Regions from separate parts of the Mus musculus genome. Here region 1 is linked to region 2. Evidence: chromatin contacts called from public Hi-C data. All regions are on one chromosome and are shown on one strand. The core of a region is the stretch at or near the end of the contact, and the rest is flanking DNA. Distances in the headings are between cores, read along the strand shown. Region 1 overlaps Dgkd (diacylglycerol kinase, delta). Region 2 overlaps Inpp5d (inositol polyphosphate-5-phosphatase D).

What was found. Hi-C and Micro-C count contacts between places; a contact is called where the count stands out from the background.
Region 1: a Hi-C map of the G1E-ER4 cell line shows a contact between it and region 2, with 5 times the contacts expected there. The contact joins two enhancer-like sites. A contact is called at or near these places in 1 of 484 Hi-C or Micro-C datasets (the G1E-ER4 cell line) and 3 of 115 datasets of contacts at active chromatin or transcription factors (acute myeloid leukemia, large pre-B cells and pro-B cells).

The regions. Positions count from the first base shown.
Region 1 is chr1:87,871,144-87,877,439 of GRCm38.p6, forward strand. The region is part of intron 1 of Dgkd (diacylglycerol kinase, delta); the gene reads left to right. Among named protein-coding and RNA genes, the nearest start is that of Gm19582, 20 kb to the left of the region's middle. Within about 2 kb of position 2,083, at least 31 of the 459 cell types and tissues checked have an H3K27ac peak or open chromatin away from gene starts, as enhancers often do. A contact at or near this core is called in the G1E-ER4 cell line and acute myeloid leukemia, where this site is marked.
Region 2 is chr1:87,645,839-87,652,182 of GRCm38.p6, forward strand. All of the region lies in intron 2 of Inpp5d (inositol polyphosphate-5-phosphatase D), which reads left to right. Among named protein-coding and RNA genes, the nearest start is that of Inpp5d, 29 kb to the left of the region's middle. Within about 2 kb of position 5,068, at least 91 of the 459 cell types and tissues checked have an H3K27ac peak or open chromatin away from gene starts, as enhancers often do. A contact at or near this core is called in the G1E-ER4 cell line and acute myeloid leukemia, where this site is marked.

The DNA of each region.
Region 1 (6,296 bases), core at 833-3,332, 220 kb after region 2:
AAGTGTGGAGCTGTCAGGAACAGTTCGTGCCTTTAAGTTAATTTCTCAGTTTCTTTTACCAGTATACTCAGTCATCTGCCTGCAACCAGGTCAAGACTCTTGGACAGATATGTCACAGGTCTTTTCTAGGGATCCAGGATTTGCGTGAGGACCCCTTAGACAATGCTTCTCACCTTATCCATATACAAGTGGAATGACTTAGAAATGTTTGGGAGGGCCAAGGCCAGGACAGACAGCAGGGGGTTTTTCAAGTCTTCAAAGGCTCTCCACTCAGTGTCGGTCTGTTCCAAAATCTGTGTACCTTGATGCTGTCATAGAGGGGTTTGGCAATTTCAGAAAATCCCATTATCCATAGCTGGCAGTATCCAATTGCCCCCAGAAAATCTCATACTTTCTTTTTTTGAAGCAGAGATTTGCAAGGTGACTGAAATATGGTCATGGGAAATTATCCACTTATCTTCCTCTAGGTTGTAGCTTAGGTATGTGAGCTGAGGGATACACAGCTGAGTCTTCTTGGCTCACACTCAAGGGCTCAGAGGGTTTCTAAAAGGCCTTCTGTCTACATTCCTCCTCAGTAGTTGAAGCTATGAGGAAGTCTTCTACATACCTCTGTCTGGGGTGGCTGGGGCCAACTGTAAAAAGTGTTTTTGTTAGGATGGAAGGGTATCCTGGGACTTGGAAGCCCAGGGAAGGAAGGGCCTGTCATCACTTTGACAGCTTTTGTGGCTCAGCTGGGGAAACTCTACCCAGGGAGCTGCAACATCTCTGCTGAGGAGGCTCTCTCTCTCAGAGCTGTGTGGTTCCTGAGCTCCTGTGTCTCAGGATGCCCTTCCACTGGGATGCATCCTCCCCTCAGAGCTGTGTGGTTCCTGGGCTTCCGAGTCCCCGGATGCCCGTCCAACAGAGCAGAAACACTTAAAATCAGACCAGGGGAGTCTGGTGATGTTTTACTCAGATCCCAGATATAGGATCTAAGGTCACTTCCAGCTTCCTCTCTTGTGTCCTAACCAGATGGTACCTCCTACAGACCAAATTTACCTCTGAAAGTGTTCAGACCATATGACTTTTGACTCCCTTCCTCCCCCCTTTGGGTGGTGGCTTGGTGCCTCTAGAGTACTTGGTGGTGATCAGTCACAGTTTTTCTGGAGCCCTGGAACATTTCAAGTTGCCCTCTAGGATCCCTTGTAGAGATCTTCCTGGAGCCTTCAAAATAGAGGAGCCCAGGAGATATAACCACTCAGACATGGTTTATAGCCAACTGAAAGTCTTCATTCCAGATGGCTGAGTCTATACTCATGTATTCAGGACCCGCATTTTTAGAGTAAGTGCTGAGTTTTTGGAATAAGGGCTTTTTATTTATTTATGTTTTTTTTGAGACAGGGTTTCTCTGTATAGCCCTGGCTGTCCTGGAACTCACTCTGTAGACCAGGCTGGCCTCGAACTCAGAGATCCACCTGTCTCTGCCTCCCGAGTGCTGGGATTAAAGGTGTGTGCCACCACACCCAGCATAAGGGCTTTTTAAAGGTAAAAACCACATCCTGATATCTTAGCAGCTATAGGGGGAGGTTTTACTCAAGCAAGCAGTTTAACAGAAGCTAAGTTAGCTGGGGCATTTTGATCTTAGATTCCTAGAACAGAATTAAATGCTCTTTGTTTAAACTTTTAAATTCTGTGTTGGAAAGCCGGGCGTGGTGGCGCATGCCTTTAATCCCAGCACTTGGGAGGCAGAGGCAGGCAAATTTCTGAGTTCGAGGCCAGCCTGGTCTACAGAGTGAGTTCCAGGACAGCCAGGGCTACACAGAAAAACCCAAAAAAAAAAAAAAAAAAAAAAAAATTCTGTGTTGGAAATTAATCTAAATTTATCTAAGCAGGGAGTTGAAGGTCTTGATATAAATAGGATCTATTTTATTTTAGCTGGACAGTCAAACCATTTGATGTATGAACACTGTCATTTTCTCCTAGATACATTATGTCAGTGTCTCTCAGAATCTAAAGGAACTCAAGAAGTATATGGAGAAATAAAACAGGAAGGGGACTTAGTCAAGTATTGTTTTTTGGGAAGCAGATTTTAAAGTAATTCTTGTATTGCCTAATCCTACTTTCCTGTGCTCTGCACACACTTGAAAGAAGGCTGGAAGGATGTTATCTGAGAATATGAGCAGTGGCTGGACCCTGGGTGTGGCAACTAAATTAGAAGCAACTTCCCATGTAGAAAGATAGCTGAAAGGTGGGCTGTTTCACTTGGTGCTTTATTTCCAGCTAGGGACTGTAAATGAGTGAGAGCAGGCTCCCAGCTTCTACTGTTTGAACATGACAATGACACTCCATGGAACCCTGAAAAACAGTCTTTTTCTTTTTTTTTAGGGGTGGGTGGGTGTTTTGAGACAAGGTTTCTCTGTGTAACTCTGGTTGTCCTGGAACTCACTCTGTAGATCAGGCTGACCTCAATCTCACAAGAGATCCACCTGCCTCTGCCTCTGCCTCTCTGCCCCTCTGCCCCTCTGCCCCTCTGCCCCTCTGCCCCTCTGCCCCTCTGCCCCTCTGCCCCTCTGCCCCTCTGCCCCTCTGCCCCTCTGCCCCTCTGCCCCCCTGCCCCTCTGCCCCTCTGCCCCTCTGCCCCTCTGCCCCTCTGCCCCTCTGTCTCTGCCCCTCTGCCTCTGCCTCTGCCTCTGGAGGATGTGCTACTGCTGCCCAGAAAAAAAGCAGTTAAGAGTTCGGTGTGCTGTGCTTTTAGAGGAACAATGGAGGACTGCTAACTCAGTGTTCATGCTTCAGGCCTTTTGACCACTGACTTGCCTTTTTTCTTATTGGCCATTTTGTTTGTTGTTTATTTGTAAGACAAGGTATCATTATGTAGCCCAAGATAGTCTTGAACATATGATCTTTAGTACTGAAATTAAAGGGTGTACCACCATGCCTGGATTTCCTAGTCTTGGTGTTTAGAGGCTCTTTATAGATAAGAAATGTTAGGCCTTTATGGGTTGGTGAAACAGTTCCCGAGGCATTAGGGTGACCAAGATGGATAGAATTATCAGGAGTTGATATGGTGAGGGAGATACCCTTAGGATGGCATTCTATATACTTGCAAACAGATTAGCCATTGTCTGCTCTATGAGGGTGAGTATTCTGGAAAAGATTTCTTCAGAGGCAGTGGCATTTACCTCCAGTCTGAAGTGCAGTAGTTTTTCAGCTGGTGGAAAGAGGAGCTGAAGATTCATAGTCTCTTTAAAAGAATGGAGGTGGAGGGTTGTTGCTGTGAAGGGCCCTGGGCTAGAGAGGAAAGAAGTATGGGGAAAAGCATACCCACATCAGACCTCCTTTGAAGCCTGCAGGGCCTGTGACTGAGGGTAGGCTCTCAGTTTTAAAGGTTATTGGGAGCTTTGGGGGAGCTTTATAAACACTGCCCCCTTAGGTTCCTTAACTAATTGATTTTGATTTCTCAGGAGGTCCCTTAGCTGGGGATGGATGAGGCTAGTGTTTCTCAGAGCCTGCCTGCCAGGTAATTCTATTGGTGCTTATAGTTGAAAGGCACTGGGTGAGAGGATATGGCAGCAGGACAGATGGATAGAGCCCAAAGAAGACTGATATTCTCCCTCTCTCCCTCCCTCCCTCCTTCCCTCCCTCCCTCCTTCCCTCCCTCCCTCCCTCCCTCCCTCCCTCCCTCCCTCCCTCCCTCCCCCCTCCCTTCTTTTTTGGGGGTGTGGGGACAGGGTTTTAGCCCTGGCTGTCCCAAAACTTGCTCTGTAGACCAGGCTGTCATTGAACTCACAGAACTCCTGCCTGCCTTTGCCTCCCAAGTGCTGGTATTTCAGAAGTGAGCCACCACCATACCCAGAAGTCTGATTCTTCTTTTTTTAAGTTATGTATTTACATCCCAAATGCTGCTGCTGCCACCCTTCCCCCCCTCCTTCCAGGGTTCCTTCTCCATCCCCTTCCCTTTCACCTCTGAGAGGATAGCCCCTCCCTGGGTACCCCCCCCTCCCGTGTATCAAGTCTGCAGGATTAGGTGAGAAGTCTGATTCTTAACTTGTAAGTGGGCCCTTATCACAATGACTTGTTCAGGTAGGCTGGGAGAGAGCAGTGAACTGCATTCTAACCTGGTGCCTGGGAGGCCAATTCAGGTGCTCTGGAGTATGTTCGTTCGGTCTTGTTTTTCTTGTGCGAAGTGTTGGAGATGGAACCCTGGGGGCTCTCCCTTGGTAAGCAATTGCTTTTTCACTGAACTCTATCCCCTCACACTTTGAGAGAAATGGAGAGTAGTAACTTAAACTGGGCGTGGGCACATGCCTGGAGTCCTAGTACTTAGGAGGCAGAAGCAACAGGATCTGAAGTTCATGTTCACAGCTCCAGTCGCATTGTGATTTGAGACCAGTTTGAGTTTTATGAACTCATACCAAAAAACAAGACCAGAAAGGAGAGGCGGTGGCTGGGAGGGAAGAAGGAGAGGGAGGATTGATTGAGATTGATCAGAATTTAAGCTCTAAGTGTGGGACTTATTCTGGAAGATAGACAGAACCAGTGGTATGTGGTAGCCACTTAGAAATGAGGGTTATTTTTACTTAAAAAATATATTATGTGTGTGTGTGTGTGTGTGTGTGTGTTATGGAGGTATGGAGGTTGGTGATGTGCCACAGAACACAAGTCTGAGGACACCTTGTGGGAGCCACTTCTTTTCTTCTACCTTGTTAGTCCTAGAGGTTGAACTCAGGTTGTCAGGCTTGAGAGCCAAGTGCCTTTATGTGCTGAGCTATCTATCTTACTGGCTCTGATATTTCTTTTAGCTTTGATGATATTTGAGTCTAGACACAGGAAATACAAGGCTAAGAGTGAGTGACATGGCATAGGTCAGTGAAGAGAGTGGCTTGAGATGAAGTCTATTCCATGTGGCTTGGACCCTGTCAACAGCATTCAGTACTAGGTAGAGTGGACAGTGACCTTTATTAGACAGAAGTGCACTGGACTGCTCATTTATATTAGGGTATTAGTATGGTTGCTGTAGCACTAGGCATTGCATCTATGCTCAAGTCAGAAACAAGGAGGAAGGGGAGTTTTGAAGCTGCTTGTGTTCCTTTATTCTAGAGACAGGAGAGCCATCTCCCTACACCAGCTCTGTGACTTTGCCCATGGAGGAAATGGTGGTGAGCAGTGGGGAAGGCCCCTGTAACATTTCCTGTGCCACTGAGATCTTGTTAGCAATGCCAGGAGACAATCTGCTTGATTGTGCTGGTGGGTATTTTCTGTGAATACCAGATGAAGGACAGACCCCTGAGCAGCGGGGTCTGTGAGTGAGGATAGGAATGAGGTATCTCCCTTCCTCTTACTACAAGTTTCTATGGACTAGGGGCTTGAGAATATGGTCACTTAATACTGGTGCTGTTGGAGAGAAACCAGGGCATTGGCAAAGGTGAAATTTGGTTCTCTTTGGTAAGAAAATAAAGCTGTTGACACTTTCCCCAAGTTGGTATTTTGGAAGTCTTTAGAAAATAAGTCTATGTAGTGTTGCTCTTGTCACATGGACAGTGTCCTTCCTATGTGCATCCTGGGTCTGTGGGGCTGATAACTCTCCAGGATGGTGGCTGTCCAGGTATGCCTTACTCTACACTCTTGCCACCAGGCCCTCAGTGTAAAACATTGTATGTGTCCTTAGTTGTGCATTTCCTTAGTGTCCCAGTAGACCATGATGGGACCAGGTAGGGGTGCACATGGACTTGTTTATGGTATTGGGGCAGAGGAAATTGTTATGGATGTCCATGTTTGTGTAGGGGCATGTGTATGGTTGTGTACAAGGAAGCCAGAAGACAACCTTGGATATTGTGCCTCAGGCATCCCTCACTAGGACCTGAGCTTCACAGATTAGGCTAATTTGGCTGGCCAGGAGCTCTGGGGGAATCACCCAGTCTTTACCTTTCCCTAGTGTTTCTATTGCAAATGTGAACCACCACTTCAGACTTTTTACGTGGGCTGTGTGGTTTGAACTTGGGTCCTTGTATTATGCTGCAGCCACTTTACTAACTGGTCATTCTTTCCAGATACCCTCTTTTACTTTCTTCCTCTGCCTGACTCATATGTATGTATGTATGTATGTATGTATGTATGTATGCATGCATGCATGTATATGTATATTTAAAATTTTTAATTGTGTGTGTGCGCACACACACCTGCATTGAATGAGGTGCCCCTGGAGGCCAGAGACATCTGATATCCCAGTCATTTGTGAGCTGCCTGATGTGGATACTGGGAACTAAACTTTGGTCTTCTGCAAGAACAGTACCTGCTCTTAACTTCTGAGCCATCTC
Region 2 (6,344 bases), core at 3,818-6,317:
TGTCACCAACATCTTCTGTCCAGAAACACAGCCTAACCAATAAGCCCAGCTTTCACTATCTCCAGTCCTGAAGGACACCTCGCCCTCACTGCCTGCCCAGGGCTCAGTGATTCTCTTAAGATAAAGGAAGAGTGGGTGGAATAATCTTGACCTCAAGATGGAAATGATTGCACAGGAAGAGCAAGGGGTGGGGAGATTAATGTGGCCTGCGAAAAAAAAAACGGAGAAAGCAAGCTGAGGGATCCATGTGGGCTTTTGTGACACCCGGGACCACTGCACACTATAGTCTTGCTATAGATGCTATATAGTCCTGCTATATAGATGTGGCTACCATCTGAGAGGTGCTGAGTCAACATGTGCTGTCTCTGCTTTTTTTTTTCTTTAAGGCAAGTAGAAAGCAGGAATCAAAAATACCAAACACAAGTAAAATCCCCTCACCTGGAGGCCAGTTTCTCTTCCTGGGAAAGTATCAGTGTGAATACACTTCTCTCAAATGCAGCTGTAGAATCTGTAATGTCTTTGGTACCTTAAAAATGGCGTTGAAGCATGGTGTGGGCTCTCAGAGGAGTTCTTTGAAGGTTCATGGAGGAGAGAACTGCAAAAAACTTGGCAACAGGGGCTGGGGCAGTGGTGTGGTCCCCAGAAAGCACATAATGGTGCTTGGTTGGTATGAATATGATTAAATTCCCAGCACTGGGTGGAAGAGGGACAGGAGGAGCCCTGGAGCTTACCCAGCCTAACAAAATATTCTTTAAAAAAATTCACTCTGACAAGAGGTCTGGCTGCTTGACTCGGGGATAAAGGCACCTTCCACACTATCCTTACCACCTGAGTTTTGATCTCTAGGATCCACATAAAGGTGGAAAGAGAGAACCACTCCACAAAGCTATTCTCTAACCTACATACATCCTACACACACACACACACACACACACACACACACACACACACACACGCTTTCTCTAGTAAGAAAGAGACCTACATGAAGGAATATTCATTTTTATTGTACATTTGGTCAATTCACCTCGCCTAAAAGCTCATCAAGTGAGCCTCCCCCACGATATCTCTTAGCTCCCACCAAGTCATCTTTGTCTCAGTATCTGTAAGTTTCCTCAAGCAATGGATAAAATTTGCATCCTCAGTATTTTGGTTTGCATTTCCTTTATTAAAAATAACAATAATCCCTTTTCACATATGTTTTCATCATTTGCATTCCTTTTCTTATAATTTGCTTATTTATTTATTTTTCGTTTGTTCATTTGTTTGAGATAGAGTCTCATTTGTCTCAGGTTGGCTCTGATCTTTCTGCTTCTGCCTCCAGTGCTGGAATAACAGGCGTGTTTCTCCCATGCTCAGATTTAATATTTTTATTTAAAAAAAAAATCTTTTGGGGCGGGAGAAATGTCTCAGCAGCTAGAAGTACTTGTTGCTCTTTCAGAGGATGTATGTTTGATTCCCAGCACCCCTGTGGCAGCTTATAATCATCCATTTCAGGGGACCCACTAGGCACATATGTAGTGCACATACATTTGTGCAAATAGGACATCCAAACACATAAAATAAACAAATCTAAAAAACCTTTCTAAATAAAAATATGTTCTTGCCAGGTAATGGTGGTACATGCCTTTCATCCCAGCACTCAGGAAGGAAAGGCAGGTAGAACTCTGAGTTCAAAGCCAGCCTGGTCTACAGAGTGAGTTCCAGGACAGGCAAGGCTACACAAAGAAACCCTACCTCTGACCTTTGTCCTCCCAATATACATATATTTAGTAAACTAATTTTTATTTGATTAGTTTACTTTTTCTTTTAAAGGGTTTTCCGTGTGTGTGTGTGTGTGTGTGTGTGTGTGTGTGTTGTTATTGTTGTTATATATGTGTGTGGTATGTGTACCACTGTGCCTACAGTGCACATTACAGCTGGAGGTCAGTGTCTAGTGCCTTTCTCTGATTACTGTCTTTATTCTTTAAAACAGTGTTTCCCACTGGACCTTTAGATCATCAGTTCCTTTAGGCTGTGGGAGCAGTGAGCTGCAGGAATCCACCTGTCTCTAGTCTCCACTTCCAAGGCTGGAGTCACATGCACACACCACCACCCTGCCACCAAGGCTGGGGTCACACACACACACACACACACACACACACACACACACCACCACCACCACCACCACCACCACAGCCACCACAGCCACCACCCTGCTGACAAGGCTCGGGTCACATGCACACACCACTATGCCCTCCCTGCTCTCTATGTAGTTCTGGGGATCTGAACTCAGAAAATTTATAAACTAAATCATCTCTCTAGCCTGTCTTTTTTTCCAGATTATATTATTATTTCACAAGTCTATCCTGACTTGTGAAATTTTTTGCTTTGTTTTGTTTTGTTTTTCGAGACAGGGTTTCTCTGTATAGCCCTGGCTGTCCTGGACCTCACTTTGTAGACCAGGCTGACCTCGAACTCAGAAATCTGCCTGCCTCTGCCTTCCGAGTGCTGGGATTAAAGGCGTGCACCACCACGCCCGGCCCTGAAATTTTTAAACAGAGGCTGGGATATAGCTCAGTTGGTACTTGCCTAATGCTTGCTAGAACACAGGGAGCCGGCCCTGTGATCAGTCCTCAGCATCATAAAAGCAGCATGGTAGCACACACCTGGAATCCCAGTACTTGGGAGGCAGGGCTGGGACACACAGAAGATCAGGGTCATTTTCAGCTAAATAGGGAATTTGCAGCCAGCCTGTGCAACACGGGCTTCTGTTATAAAACAACAACAAAATCATTTTAGCTTATCAGTTTTTCTCCTGTGGATTCTAGATCTTGTGACTCACCAACCTTAATTATTGGGGGGAAAATAGTATTTTTTATTTTCTAACACTTTTATCATGTTTCTATGTCAAGTGCTTTATTTTGACATTTGCTTTAAAATGGGGACTACAACTCTTCTTCCCGGTGACTCAGCAGCCTCCGATAGTAAACAGTCCCCCCTTTCCTGCCGACTCACGGTTCCTCAGCCCATATGCTAACGTCCCACTTCCTCTCAGATGCTGGATGTAGACTCCTCCTCCTGTTCCACTTATTGATTAGTCTCTACTTGCAATAATGCAGCGATGCACATTGGTAGCAGTGACATTCTTATGGCCTGTTTCGGATTTCTGCTCCAGAAGGAGACTATAAATCAAGACCAGGGCAGCAAAGGGGAAGAGGAAGTGGGTAAATAAGATGGGGGTCAGCATAGGTCCTGTATGAAGGTTCCAGCCAGTCCACTGGGGACTTCTTCTTAGGTAAAGCTGAATGCTAGGTGAGTGGTCAGAACCAGACACCAGGAACTCTCAGGGGATAACCTGTGCATCCCACAATATGCTCCTTAAAGGAGAAAGACATCTGACTCCTAGGACCATTCCTACCCCAGCTGGTTCTTCCTCTCACAAGGAGAGTTCTAGCCACCATTCTGCATGTCCACCCTAACCTATGATGTACTCTCCCTTTCCCAAAGGACCTTAGGAGCCCAGTGCTGCAGAGTTCACTTCCTCTCCCATTCAGCACTCTCCTAAGAGCTCAGCTTGACCCACCCTACCTCTGGGAAGGGAAGGCCCTTTTATTTACACTGCGCTTACTCTTATCTTCCTTGTGTGCACTTTTTCCTACCTCGATGCAGAGCCCCAGCTTGGTTTTCTCATAAACTTCCCATTGTCTGGTCTAGCATATTCAGATCACCCAGGGTCTGCTTGTGCTTCTGTCACCCAGAAGGGTGGAGATGCCTCCTAGCTGACTGGCAACCCTGTAAGCCCACGTCTGGTGTGAACAGCTGATGGCATGGAGAGACGTATGTCTGTTCTGACTTGACTGGGATCTGACTGAGCTGGTCTTTTTTCTGGGTGGTCCTCAACAGCTGATGAATGAATCTCACAAGATGCTTTGCCCAAATCTACATAGATGAGCTTGATGGTGGCAGGCAGGTGGCTGCTGTGATGTTGTAGCCATCAAGGCTTAGCACTGTTGGTTATCTGACACATGGTTTTCTTTAAGTATGGACCAGTGAGAAACAGTTCTTAAAATTAACAGATTTTTTTTTTCCACATAATTATTTGAAGTTCTTAGCTCCTTTGCAGGGAGAGGGGGGGGGGGCTCCAATGAGCTTGGGCTTGTTCCCTCCTTGCCTACCATCTCACCCCAGGACTGTTCTGCTTCTGATACAGAAAAGGATCTTCTTATGGGGGAAGGGGGAGGGACTTGTGCGGTCCCATCACCCCCTGAAGATCTGTCGGTGGTTAACAATACCAGGGGAGGCAGTCAGTTTCTCCAGTGGTGTAGCTACTGGCCAGGCATCCATGCTCCTGTCAATAACCTCTCATCTATGCTCTCTTATGAACAACCCAAACTAAACTCATCGGCATATGTGTGTGTGCATGCATGCATGCGCTTGCTCTCATGTGCACACGCGTGCGCGAACCCACACTGCATAAATGAGAGATAAAAGAGGGGATTAGAAACAGAAAGAGATCAGCAGGTATGTGAGGGGGACAACAGAGGGTCATAGGAGGTAAATGTGAACAAAATGTGTGTGTGTGTGTGTGTGTGTGTGAAAACCTCACAATAAAGCTGTTTTTTCTGTATAATTAATATATATAAATCTAAAAGATTTAATAAAGAGCCTAATCCTTAAAACCATGTTTCACTGACTGGATTGGTCCCCATTGCACACCCACTGTCCCCTAGACCGCTACATGCTTTGCATTTTCTCATAGACCCTGCTTTGGCAGATTGCCCCGACCTGAAACCTTACCCAAGACGCACATAACCCCACCAAACTGTGAACTGCAGAGTAAGCCTTCTCACCCATTGTGAAAGTCACAACTTCCCCGATCTGCCCTTCCCTTTAGGCCTCCCCTCCCCCAAGGCCCAGTTCTCTTGCTCAGAGGTCTCTTCCTTCCCTGGGATGGAGCTTGGGCGTCACAGCAGCAGGTGTAACTGCATCTGTTTGCCTGCCTTGGATCTCAGGCTAGACTGTGTCTTGCTCAGTTCCTTGGAGCAGCAAGAGGCGTCAGAGGTAACTTTCGGTTCCTCTAAAGGCTGGTGTTTATCAAAGTCTACCTAACTGAACTTCTGGCCTCCAGAGGTCTGGGGCGTGCCATGCTGAGGAGCTGATGGACCCATGCTATCATGACAGCTTGCCAAGCAGAGAACACTTTGTTCTTGTCCCTTTCCGGCTCTTCTCAGCCTCAGACAATCCCACCACCCACCACGGCAAGCTGGAAACTTCCTGTTTTGGTCTGGGCCTTTGCCATCTTTAAGTTGGAAAATCTTTGTCCTTGATGAATGCTCCTTGCCCTCTGCATTGCCCCAGAAGTTATTAACCTTTTTGTGACCACTGTAATTTCTTCAGGATTCAATGTTGCCTTCTAATCCTGGGGTCATGCAGAAGGAAAACCAGGTATAGACAGGAAGCCCAGTCCGTAGGAGATGATGCTGTTAGAATGGCTGATGTCACTCCCTATGACACATGAGGTGACAAACATCTGAGAGCTATTCTCCTATAAGGAAAACAATGCCCCCAATCTTCTGCCAGTGTCTGTGGTGTCAATATTCCCAATAAGACGCCCACTAGAATGGCTGCTTGGGATTGAAGTCAGTGGAACCATGGGTAATAACCCTGGACAGTGTGATATAAACTCAAATTGGAAGAGCTGACAAAGTCCTGACTCTAGACTTTGAGCATCTTGATCAGAGCCTCATTTTCCTAGTTGGGGTTTCTGTTGTCATGGAGAAACACCATTACCAAAAGCAAGTTGAGGAGGAAAGGACTTATTTGGCTTACACTTCCACATCACAGTTCCTCATTGAAGGAAGCCAGGACAGGAACTTCAACAGGACAGGAGCCTGGAGACAGGAGCTGATGCAGAGGCCACGGAGGTGCTGCTTACTGGCTTGTTTCTCATGGCTTGCTCAGTCTGCTTTTCTTATAGAACCCAGGACCACCAGCCCAGGGATGACCCCACCCACAATGGGCTTGGCTCTTCCCCCATCAACCACTAATCGAGAAAATGCCTTATAGGATTGCTTACAGCCTGATTTTATGGAGTCATGTTGTAGACAACATTTAATCTCAGTCTGGGTTTCTACCCTGTCTTTGATCATTCAATTCCCAGATAAAAGACACACAACATGATTATTTATAATAAGCTTTTAATGCACTAGAGCTGGGTAGATATCTACCCTCTAAACCATCTGAATCTACTTCCCTACCCATAACCCCGAGTTGTCACTTGCCATGTTCCATCTGGGCCACTCTTAACTCCAAGTGGCCAGCATGGCCATGTTTCTATAATTCACCTACCCCATGGTAACTTCTCC